Linked DNA regions of Gossypium hirsutum: region 1 is linked to region 2. A link is a contact called in public Hi-C data. All regions are on one chromosome and are shown on one strand. Each heading gives the region's core, a stretch centred on a gene start, on an enhancer-like site or on the middle of the called end of the contact. The rest is flanking DNA. Distances are from core to core; before and after follow the strand shown.

Region 1 (6,682 bases), core at 6-2,505, 160 kb after region 2:
TTCAATTGGATTGGTATACATAATATAAACCTTTCACACTTTCCCATTATTTTTATTTATTGCTCTGCCCATTATTTCTTTTAATGATCAAAAGTGAATTGGTCAACTAAGAATACCATCTTAATTACTATTACTCAATCATCTCCAAATACCCAAAACTTGATTTATTTAAATGTATTATTTTTTAAAATAACGTGAATAATTTAACCAATTTTTTCTTACTCTAATTCTCTTTTCACCTTATTATAAAATGAGAAATCAACATTTTTTAAATTTCAAAGTTTCAAAATTAAATTGTAGTTGGTAGATTAATTTATTCTTCAAGGACTCACCAAACAATTTAACCTCCTTCTTTTAATATAGAATCAGGTTTAATTATCTACATTTTTTTCACTTATTTAACAAATTATAGAAATAAGAAAAAAAAAAGGATAAGGAGGTGAGGGCCTGTTGGTAACATAAAAGTAAAATTTCATGATGTTAGGAGGTTGTAGCAGAACTTTCCACAAGATACTAGAAAATTTTAAGTGAAAAGTAGCAAAACTATAACCACCATTTATATTTGTTGGGTTTTAAGACGAGGCGAATTGATTTTTCATTAAGGTTGTGCCTCCTATCTAACATATTTATTTTTAATTTTATAACTATTTTCTACTAATATTTTTAGGACTTCACATATATGATTGATTGTAACATTGGGAAATTTACATGTATCCTTAAATAATCTTTAAATTTTAATAAAGCTTATGTATCAAATAATATTTCATATTTTTATTTATTTTTAATTTTATAAAAATTATAATAATGTATTCTAATTTTATAAATATTTCTATTTACTTTAAAAAATAATATAATATAAAATATTATCTAAAATTTGAGAACCAAAAAGGAAAACATTATAATCAAAGGGGAAGGCTAAAGTAGTAAATAAAATTTAAAATAATTATAGAGCGTAGTGTTATGGTTGTTCACTTTATCCTTTAATTATAAAATTGAAGATTCATAATATATTTTATGACCAATCATTTATCTCTTCAGAAAGCACACGCTACAAGAGAATTAACTACTATTATCGACTATGAACACTAACAAAAAAAAATTAAGTGAGATAATTTAGTGTAAATATTAATAAAAAATAAGATTATTTAAGTATAGTTGTAAATTACATTCCATAAAAAAATAAATTATTTAAATGTAGTAGTAACTTGCATTGCATTTTCAGATTTTTTTTCTTTATAAATAACATTTTTTAAGACGATTATCAGGATAAAAAATGAAAAAGTCCCCGCCCAGCCCCTCACTTTTGGGCTTGTCAGCCCTCACTTTCATATTCATATTCATGGCCATGGCTGGTTCATTCCACCATGGATGAATCCCTTGTTTTATAGGTCCCACTTCCGCCCAATATTAGCTACCTTCCTCTTTCCTTTCTTTTCTCTGCTCCCTCGTTTTGATTTTCCCCTTCAATTCCCTTCTGCTTAACCCAAAGAAAAAGAAGCAGCAACTTCCATGGAGAAGGAAACACACGATTTCATGAACGTGGAATCCTTCTCCCAGCTTCCCTTTATCCGCCCTTCCCCTGTTAAAGAAAAGGGTGCTATTCGTTTATTCGGCAAGGACTTCGGCTGCGGCGACTCAGCGACGGAGGCCACCGAGTCCGACAACAACAACAACAATGAAGACACTACCAAGGACAACGAGAATGGAGATAATAATAACAACAGCAGCAGAAGATTTGAGTGTCACTATTGTTGCAGAAACTTTCTCACTTCCCAAGCTTTAGGTGGCCACCAAAACGCTCACAAAAGGGAACGCCAACATGCCAAACGGCAACACAACAATTCTTTTTCTTTATCCGATGCTCATAATGATATTTATGGCTTTTTTAACTATAGGCTACCCTCACCCTCGATGCCGTCAATGCCCGCTTACCCTTCATGGAACAATACCATTAGCACTAGGTTTTCTAACCCTCCACCACCCATCAATGGCAATCCACTGGGTGTTTGGAGAATCCCTGCTACGCTTCAAACTAACTCCTGTAATTTCAACCGTGACCGTTCATCAGCGCATCCGTTGCCGTTGTTCGCCGGTGATGAGTTTCTGCCGTCGTCTCAGGCTGGCGGTGGTGGTGATTCAAGTTCCGAGAGTCATAGGTACGTTTATGAAACGAAGGCAAGCGTTAAAGACAATGTTAGCTTGGATCTACATCTGTAATTCATTTCGTAATAAACTTGAAAAGAAAATATCATGTGTTTTTCCCTTTTAGCATCTTGGATTTTACTATTTTTAGTATGTAAATGAAATGATTTACAATCTCTTCACTAATCTAAACTAAAAGCAGTTTGCTTCTCTCTGTTCATTATGGAAGCTTTACAAAGAAAAACCCAAAAACCCAAATAGTTTACCTCAAGCTTAGCTAAAACATGGTACCGGCTTACAGCGGCAATCTATGTCGTACCTATTTTCAGAAAAACTTCACACGTGTGAGGAATATTTCTGTCTTCCAAGTAGCTACCAGAGAGTAGCACATGAACAACTCTGTAGCTACACACGTGTACATAAACCTATATGTTGTCTGTCGGAGCGTGACAAAAAACTTCAATATATACACAGAATTTATACGAGTATTTAGCTAAAATGATGAAATTCATCATTTTTTATATCATACATTGATATTTGCTACATCAACTTACCAATGTAACAAAAAAAAAACTGTCATATTTCTTTTCTTTTTTTTATATATTTAAATTTTATTATAACTTTAAAAACATATTAGTTTATAAGTGCCAAATAATTTTTATATAGATTATGATATACAAATAATAAATTTATATAATATTAATATAAATATTAGGGTAAATTACACCATCACTCATTAAATTATGGGTAAATTTTCGTTTTGGTCACTAAATTATTCAAAACATTTCATTTAAGTCGACGGGCTATTAAAATCGATGTTATATGACTTTTTTTGTTCGCATTGCCTGCACAAATTGAAAGCTCTCTTTTCCTTCTCTTCTATAGTTCAGCTTTTTTTTTTCATGAAATAGCTATGGATATCACAAATCTGCGAATAAAATTCAAACAACTTTTTTCTTTGATCTTTAACACTAACTGTCAGATTGACTTGGATCTAAGGTGTGTTCTTCTACTCGTCGATGAGTATTAATCGACCATATAAATTATCGAATCATCACTTGGAACTTGCAAGTGGAACTTTTTTTAAAACATAACAACTCAATAACTTAAAATGAAAACTTTGAATAGTTTAGTGATCAAATTGTAATCTTTTTTAATTAAATAACCAAAACAAAAACTTACATATAGTTTAGTTATTAATCGAGTAATTTACCGTAAATATAATAGTAAAGTATAAATATTAAAAATTATAAAGCCTTGATTTCAAACCTCTATGTAAAATATATAAAAAAAAACTTTAAAATAATATAATTTATTTTGTAAAATTAAAATATTTGGTCATTATCTAATTAAGTTGGTACTTATTAATTTGTAATACCAAACTTAATAAAAAATTTAAGACCACATCTTAGGGCTAAAAGGTGTTAAATTTAAGGCCACGGCTTCAATTATGAACAAAAATATATGCACAAAAGTTGAAAGTAAGAAATGATTGAATACGTAAGCATGCCATTCCCATCAATCTTGAGGTTTTATAAAAGGTAAAACCGAAGCATTCCCATCACAAAAGGTTTGCTGTGTCCTTTGCTTTACACTAAGAAATACTTTGATGAAGCAAAGGGAACATATATGAAGATTGCAGTTAATTAGCCTGTCGCCTTTATTTGCTCTCCTTTTCTTTCTACATTAGACTTTTATGCCTCCAAAAGAGAAATTAATGTACATCATCCAATGAAAATCTCTAACAAACTACACATCATTTAAAAAGGAAAGACATCCATAATAATTTTATAAATTACATCTTTTCCTCTTCATCTTCTGTTGGATTTTGTTTTCTCTCACACCATTTTTGGAAGAGAAAATGTGTTCCCTGAAATCATATCATGTTGTTTAATAATTAAGGGAGAACTAGTGTTTGGCCTGTTGGTCATAGGTGTTCACTTCACAACCCATTTCAAGGGTTCAAGTTGTGATGTGTGGTTGTGGTTTGCTCCTCTCACAAGGGTGTGTGATCATTTAGACCAAGTTTAAATTCTAAAGTCGTCATTGTTGAGAATATTTTATCAGAATACCAACCTTGGCCCATATAGAATTGGTTTTATACAGTAAAATAAATAAGGATATCTGTGATTATAGAAAAAAAAATACAACATGGTGAAATTAAATTATAGAAAACATGAGCATTTAGGTTCTTCAATTAATCTATGTGTTGTTTGAGAAACTTAGTTTTATATGCATAATGGCTAATATCATAATCAGCAAAATGACAGAATGGGTTAGTGTAGCTCACTTCAAAATAGATGGGATGAGGTTTTCTTTTGATTTGAAGATTGCATGTCAATTTTGCAATACTAGAAGTAAGTAAGTCCATGGCTGAAGCAATTTCTAAAAGGTGTGTTATGAAGCTCTTTCAGGCAATGCGTTAACTTAAGGCCGAAATCTAGTTTTGTAACACACTTTTCTCCATTTCATACATATACTTAGCTCTTAAACATTGCTCATTATTAAACAAGACGACATGTTGCTCATTCAACAAATCAAAACCTATATCTATAATCATATTCAGCTATTCCATATGTTTCATATTTTCACGTTTTGGATCTTTCTTTTTACTTTTTTTGTCTTTATAGAAATCATTATAAATTTAAATTTAAAATTTTTATGAACGTAAAATTTCAAATTAATCTAATATTTCTATCATATTGATCTAAAAAATTACATTATAATTAAATTTTTTTATACAAAACAAATAATTATACATTTCTAATTTACTTAAAACATAAATAAAAAACAAAATACAATGTTAAAATATTAATTATATACAAAATTATAAAAGTGCATTATACTAGCTCTCTTTGTAAGAAAGAAGTTAACGAGGAGGTGCATCTTTTTCAAAGATACCTTGAGAATCCCACCCTAATTTCTCTTTTTCTAATTCCCCCTTTATTTTTTTTGTAAGGCATAAAGTGGTAAATTTCTCTATACAGGCTTCAAATTATAAAGTGCATTTTATGCGATGGAACAACTCAAAATAACTTACTTATTTGTATGACAAGTCATCAAAATTAATGAAAAGCAAAGTCCCATACATTAAATACAAGAGTTGTCACCTAACAAAATTTTTAAAAACGAAATCTCCTTTTATCATTGAACTAGTTTTCTTAGCCAACTAATTTTATGATTAACATTTAAATTATTTTATTTCAAGTAAAATTCTAAAAAAATGTATTAGTAATAAAAAATAAAATAATATTTTTGTCAAATCCTATAAATACTCAAAACAGATAATAATGGCAAACATAATTAAAATTTATTGAACCTTATAAGACGAATGCAAAAAATCAAATCATTGTTACTTTAAATTTAAAAAGAACCAAATGGATACTTTTGAGTTTTTTAATTAGTGAAAAGAATTTAACTTTAAATTTATAAGTAAATTCATCAATATATATTATAGAGGTTTTTAAAATTGAAAAATATATGCAAATTAAAACTTTTACTCTTGATATGGTACAAGTTTTTGCAATTTTGAATTGTGTGATAAACAAATTGATTGCTCCAAATATTTTATTAAAAATATATCTAAATAAATAAAGATGACAAAAGAAAAGAGAAAAGCTTAATTGTCATTCTCATTCACAACCAAAAATATTCTTTTTAATTAATTTATCTCTACCAAGATGAAAGAAAAAATATGTTACGTATTAAAAATATAAATGAAAAGAAAGATTTAATAAGCAACAATAATCTCATCAAAATTTTAATAAAAATTCATAAAAGAAAAAGAAAGAAGGAAAAAAATGTTAGACAATGAAGGAATAAAATATACTAAAATGAAATAAAATAACTACAAATAAACTCTTTGGTCATTTTATAGAATTCATTGATTGAGAATATCATTATAAATATACTTTCTTTTAGTTGATTTTTTTTTATTAAAAATCTATTAGGCCAAGAGTAATTTTATTCTTTAAAAATAAATGAGACAATTTAATCACAATACTCAATAAGAAGCAAACAATAATAATTGAATAAAAGGTTAATTGGTTACTTTTAGACCCACTGATGTCGTACTGGTTAGGATTATGAAAGAAATATTTTGAGTTATAGTTCAACTTATTCCAAAATTTCTATATTTGGATATCAATGAAGGCAATTTATATTTATCTTAATTTAATCTCTAAATGTAAACAGCAGGTGAAATATCGCCAAAAGCAACATTTGTGCTATGGTTATGAACTTGTGGGTTAATGTTTTAACCATAACAACTCTTGTTAAACCTCAAGTGATGGCAAATCACAAAAATATATGTTGTATTCTGTTTTTTTCCATCATATTTAACAACTTCGCAACACACCGTTAAAATTATTGCGGCTAACAACAAAAACACCACAAGAAAACGCCGTAGCAAATAATGTCGCCAAAAGTATTGCATTTCTAAAAAAATGCCACTATAGGTATAAGACATTTAGCTGTGATTCATTAAAATGCCGCTAAATTTGCAGACCTTCAGCGGCTTTTCCATTCACAAAACGTTGCA
Region 2 (6,652 bases), core at 64-2,563:
CGAGTAAGGTGTGTTACAGAGAACATTTACTCAAACACCTTGTATACGTTGCTTTCTTGTGGCTCTTCTGTTCTTTCATTGCTCTTTCGTCTTTGAGTTGCTTTTGCTTTACTTTTGATGCCTTAGAATTTTTATTGAGAATTCTAACTTTGCGAGAGTTAGACTGGCTTAAGCTGATTTGAATCCAATAAATCTCCTAAAGCCGCACAGATTGTGAGACTAAAGTTCTAGTCCCATGACAGCACCCTATGATTAGAACAATTGAGATTATATTTAACATGTCGGATAAGATAAATTAATTATATAAAAATGTACTCATATAATTAATCTAATTTGATAGGGTTGAAATTTAGACACGATATATATGCTTGCTTGACCAACATATATAATGGATTTGATTAAAATAATGTGAAATATATTCACGTATTTTAATTGAGATAAAATTTATTTTATTAAATTTATTGAATATAATATTTAAAAATTTGGTTAAAGAGATTTTAATTTCCTTGTTATGCTAAATGTGTTTGTTTATTAAAAATAATTTTGAATAAATTGAGATACTATTAGAAATGAAATTGTATGAAACTTTAATTTTATGTCATCCCTATCCTTTTCCAATAGAAAATTTTGAAAAATCTGATTTGTCATTATCATATTAGAAAGGGATAAGGATGACGTGGAATCACAGTTTTATATAGTTCTTTCTTATACTTTTATCCCTTTTCCTTCCTCCAAAATTATCAAGCTAGCACTGAAAAGTAATTTTTTTGTTTTGAAAAATCTCTTTGAATAGTTCACGAGAGAAAATTCTTTTGTTCAAGCCTAAACGATAAATGTTGTGGTTGTAGTTTGATATCTCTATAGTGACAGTGCTATTTGAAATGGATTTTGCATTCGGATCCACCGGAGGTTTAGATTAGTCTACATGGAAAGAAAAGAAGGCATATTTCGAACCCTCTTTATCCCGGATCCGTCATCTCATACATGAACCCATGGTGTGGTTTCACCAAAATTTTATTTTTCATTGCGCCGGTGGTGCTTAGGCAACCTAACAGGTGACACATAAGACAAACACATATAGCTTTCAAGGGCTAGTAGGACCACATACAAGCACTTGCAGTATGCAGATTGACACCTGATGCAACTCATCTTCTAACCTCTACAATGTACCTTGTGTTGGCTGAGAGCATAACTGGGGGACCATAAATCAGTCCATTCTTGATCCCTAAGGCAAATAAACTCTATAAAGGTCGTAGGTAGTACTATCTTCTTCCTTGTGCCTTTACTGTTACTTTTCACTTTATTAAAAATTTACTTAACGTTTATAACCTTCATTGACTTAATAATCAGAGAGTGCCCGAGAGTACATACTCCAGCATCACTTAACTTACCATCTTCTTACAAATGTTCCTCATTCATTGGCGCTCACCAAATTCTAGCCCAAGCACAAGTGAGCCCATCATCCATCAGTTTAAATTCATAAAACTCTTATTCAAGGACTAGCACCACAGTAGTGGTAGCAAAAAGCCATAGTCACCTGGATTTTAAATTGCACCATTATATAGGAGAAGATTGGGTCATCTGTAATTAATATTTTTCCGAGCAGCATCTTTATTTTGTTTTATAGATGTGAAATTCATTGGATTTGAATATTGAAAAATAAAATAAAATAGGCTATCCCATTCATTCTATAATTTCGGACCTCTTTCAACAAGGTTTGAAACTTGCTTGAAATTTAAATTTTAAGGCTAAAATGCTTAATAGGTATCCTTCAACTTCGTTATTTTATATAAATAAGTATTTAAAATTTTAATATATCTGAATAAGTTCTTAAGCTTAATTTTTATCCTAATAAATCCTTTATTTTTAATTTGTATCCAAATAAATCTCTAATTTTTAATTTATACTTAAATAACTGTTGACATGAATACTTATTTCGGCTAAACTAAGTACACATCAAATGAAGGAGCTTATATGGGTACAACAAAAGTAAACAAGTTGAAGGCCAATTTTTAATATGAAAGTTGTTCCCTTAAATATTAGGTAAGTTTAACGGATAGAAAGTGTTATTTTCCTTAATACGTATGGCATTCGTATTTAAAATATTCACATATTTAATAATTTAGGTGTGTTTTTTATATTTATATAATTAAATATAACTAATTTTTGAAACTAATGAATAGTAATTAGGGTCAAGTAGTTTTGAGATCAAAATTTCTTTGTCTAAACTCAATTAGGTCACGAGTATTGAATTAAGTTGCACGGTGCCCAAACCTTGAGAAGCTTATTCAAGGGTGAAATTAAAGATTCTTTTAACAATAAAATTCTGAGAAATTAAAATATAAATTTTTTGGGAGGGTTAAAGTGTATTTTTCTTTGTAATTTAATTATTTATAAGCAGCTTAAATAATGTTTATTTTTTTATTTGAGAAGATCAAGATTCTTGCTTACCTTTTAGATTTTATCCTTGACCTACTTAATAATTTGTGTTATGATTTTTTTTTTAGATATATTTTGATGGGATTGTTGAGCCAGATAATTAATTATATTTGTAGTTATTTAAGCTATATTAATTGAAATTTCAGTTATAGCTTGTAATATATATATATATATATATTCAATAAATCCATTCAACTCAAAAACATTAAAAGAAAAACAACCGCCAATTTGAAGGGTCCCCTTCCAAACCACACCTCTGCCGCTATGACTTTAATGGCAAATAAGGTGTTAAGCATGAATGAAGGGTGCTTCTCTTATACATGCATATAATGACAACTAAAAAAGCACAAGAAATTATGAGTTAGAGAGAGAAGAAAGGAACAAGACAACGACATGTCATGTAATGACAACTAAAATTAGGAAGAATTATAAGTGAAGGCATGCAGTTGAGAATAATTGCTAAACCAACGACTCCAGCATGGACCAATACATAACAGTCCCTTTTTTTTTTTTTTGAGTGAATCCAAGATACACTAATATAATCATTAAATTAGTTCAATTTATATTCCTCGTGCAAAATCTAATTTTTTTTTCTAAAAAAATAAATAAGGATTTTTTATCATAATTTTTTTACTATTTTAACCATTTTTTATTAATATTTATCATAATTTATTGTGGAAAAAGAACTTATATATGTAACTATAATTAATTTAACTCGTCGATTTTTATGTTTGAAGTACATTACTCGACTTGAAAAGAAAGGAAAGATCAAAAAGCCATTGGTTTAATGACAATTGGGAATTAACATGTATATGCTTATTCAAGTGTTGGCATATTATCAAGTTCAAGCCATTTGAAATCATTTATCTTTTTCTTTAAAGATGTAATGTAAGTTTTATTATAACAAAAAGAAAAAGGAAAGGAAACACTTACCTCTCTCCTTAAAGATGTAATGTAAGCATTATTATTAAAAAGAAAAAAGAAAGGAAACGGAGGCAAAGGTGAAGGTGGTGGTGGAGCGTAATGGTGACTAAAGGGGGGGTTTTTGGCTCTTTAAAATTTTGCGAAAATTTTATTTCTTTTCTCTTAAATTTTTTAAAAAATTCTTATTAGGTCCCAAAATTTTAAAAATTTTCATTTCTCCCTTGAATTATTTTTAAAATTTTTAATTAAGCTCTTCAAAATTTTGAAAATTTCTATTTACCTTTTAATTTGTTTTGAAAATTTTAATCAAGCTTTCTAAAATTTTGGAAATTTTGATTAATCTTTTAAAAAATTAAAAATTTTAATTAGACCTCAAATTTTTTTTTAAAATTCTCATTAAACTTTTAAAATTTTTAAAAATTTTAATAAACCCGTGAAAACTTAAATCTTAAGATCCGCCGTTGAAAGGAAAGGAAAGAAAAAACATATCCGTCTTTCTAATCCATTTCACTTACATTTCTTTTTGGTATAATATTGTAATTTTCATTATTAACATGTAATACAGTATGACTTTTATTAAGTAATGTCTTATGATAATTAATTTGATTATTATTTGCAATAATTAGTTTTTTATTGCATGATTGATTGTATTTATTAAAAGAATATATTAAAATAAATATTTATTTTTATATTCTACATATAATATGATAAAGAAATGATAACATAGTAATTTGCAACTAAAATATTCGAAAATTAATAAGTAATATTTAGTCTACTTAAGCCCATGCATTTTGTGTAAACAATATACACATAAATTTATATTGAAAGATTATAAATAAAATAAATAATAATAAATTTAAGACGCTTGGATGATTGAAATTTTTGATATCTTGAAGGACTGATTTATATTAAAATAAAATTGTTGTTATATGTGTTAATTACCTTATAAATCTAATTTAATGTATTTTATGATATTCATAATAATAATTCTAATGCATTAGAAGTAAATAATTAGATTTGAATTTAATATGTAAATCCTTTCTAACAAATATTTATATTTTGCATAAAATTGATTAATCTAAATGATGACGAAATTGGCGAGGAAGGCCGATGCAATAGCCTTTGATGAGGATGATGAATTAGCCTTTGTGGAAGGAGATATCATGAGGTCTTTCGGCAATGGTATTCTATCGATTAATTTCTCGGAGAGGGATAATCAATTATTAATTAAGGATATGGCTTACACAGTAGTGATTAAGATTTTAGGCAGAAGAATTGGGTTTGCTGTGCTCCAAAACAAAGTATATGCTTTGTGGAAGCCGATTCAGCCCTTTAAATTGATGGACATCTCCAATGGATATTTTGTTATACCATACTTTATTTGATAATATGTTTTGATATAACAAATTAAATTTTTTTGAATAAAAGTTAAAGTTGAACAAAAATTGGTAAAATGATTTTTCAAATGGAAGTCTAAGAAATAAATTTTTGAACCTACTTTAAACTTTTAGAAAATTTTTGAATCAACTTTTAAATCGATTTAAAATGGTTTCAATCAAGTTATAATTTTTCAATTAGTTAAACTGTTTTTTAAAACAAGTCAGTATAGCTTCAAGCCAAAAAGTACTAATAGTTTCCAAAAATATCCATACCCCTTCAAAAATTGGTACCAAATTGACATTATGTTTCTCAACCAATTCAGCTAAGTATCGATTTAGTATCAATATTTTTCATTTGGTATCGACAAAAGTCCACTAGTATCAATATATTTCACTCCAACGATCAATGAATTTTGCATTAAACGCAAAAAATATCGATAAAATGTTAGTAAGTATTGATACTCGTAGCTGTAGGTGAATTATATGCTCTGGTTATTTCATACCTAATGGCTCTATTCATTTCTCCAGCAACCACAATGTCACATCCTAAAATAGGGCCTAGAAGTTTTGAGGGTATTTCAGAAATTTTAGCCTATATGTGCTCAAAATTTCATAAGGTTGGTATTCGATAATGTTTTCGACAATGGCTATTAGGGAATTGAGTCAATTTCTAAAAATGAGTTTTAAATACCTTAATTTTAATAAAAGGACATATTTGAAAGAGAGTCAAAACTATGAGCTTTTAAGAGGGAAATAAACCAAATTTTAAAATTGAACCTAATGAACCCCTATTCTTAGTTTTATTTCACGATAGTTCTCCCTTTTTGCTATTTGTGTCGTCCCTTACTCTCCTCTTGTTCTTTTGATTGCTTTTGATCTCTAATTCCTAATCCCTCTTGATTTCCAACATCCTTTGAACTATAACTCTCTATTGAAACCAAGAAAACACCTAAAAACTTCATTAATTTCATCATATTCTTCAAGAGTGGATTTTCCAGGATTTCACTAAAGTCCGTTTTTCTTACATTCAAGGTAACCAATCATTTTCCTATAAGTTTTAAATATTATCTAGAATTTTAAATGAATTTATAGCCATTAAAATGCATATTTTAAGTAAAAGCCGAAAATTAGGTCATTAATGGTGGATTTCGGGTTTGTGGATTAAAATTTGGTTTAAAAGTGTTTTTCAACTTGTTTTAATATAATTAGAAGGTTCCTAAATTTACTTTGAAGTTTTTTGTTAAGAGTTTATCGATTTTTAATAAATTTTCGTTATAATGACCAAAACTTGTTGTAAATTTTCGATAACTTGAAACCTGTAGTTTTGTATAGTTTAATGGTTGGGAAATGGTCGTAGATGAATGGAATTCATATCATGCAAAAAGATTAAGTGTAGATCAAGTTATTCGAATTTTAAAATTTCTATGTCGAATGTTTCAGTTAGAAGAGAACGTAGCTTAGGCTTATGTTTGTTACTGTTTTAGGTGAGTTATTGACTAATTGTTGATTGAATATTTGTGTGGTTTATCTTGTTGAAGCATCAAAGTCAATAGGACCTTCAAAAAGTATAGATAAAGGCAAAGAAAAGCTTGTCTGAGCTTTCAGCTTTCATACGAAAGTGTATTTTTGGTGAGTGTTTTGGAATCGCTGCTCGTAGATGATTCATTGTGTAATTGGGAATTTAGATGTAGCCTAAACCCCTACTCTAAATTCTGAGTGTAAGTGTTCTCACACCTATGATATAATGTGATAAATTTGTGTTTGTGCAATTGTGAAAATATGAACATGTATGAGATACTATGACATGTGTTGTAAGTTTGTGATGATTGTTGTGAAAGTGAATATTTGGGTATGTAATTCATGCCATGTGATAGTAGATATGTGGGTATGCCTTCATAATATCTGACTGG

Evidence for each region. A called contact is a pair of places that touch in the nucleus more often than the background predicts.
Region 1: a Hi-C map of leaf shows a contact between it and region 2, with 1.7 times the contacts expected there. The contact joins the promoter of LOC107897127 here to the enhancer-like site in region 2. A contact is called at or near these places in 5 of 34 Hi-C or Micro-C datasets (leaf and petal).

The regions. Positions count from the first base shown.
Region 1 is chrA01:51,578,891-51,585,572 of Gossypium_hirsutum_v2.1, forward strand. It overlaps LOC107897127 (zinc finger protein 8), which reads left to right and starts at 1,256. Exons shown (of 1, transcript XM_016822474.2): 1 at 1,256-2,268. The coding sequence starts at 1,510. The coding sequence ends at 2,217.
Region 2 is chrA01:51,422,823-51,429,474 of Gossypium_hirsutum_v2.1, forward strand. No RefSeq gene overlaps it. Among protein-coding and RNA genes, the nearest start is that of LOC121206880, 32 kb to the left of the region's middle. Within about 2 kb of position 1,314, at least 1 of the 9 cell types and tissues checked has an H3K27ac peak or open chromatin away from gene starts, as enhancers often do. A contact at or near this core is called in leaf, where this site is marked.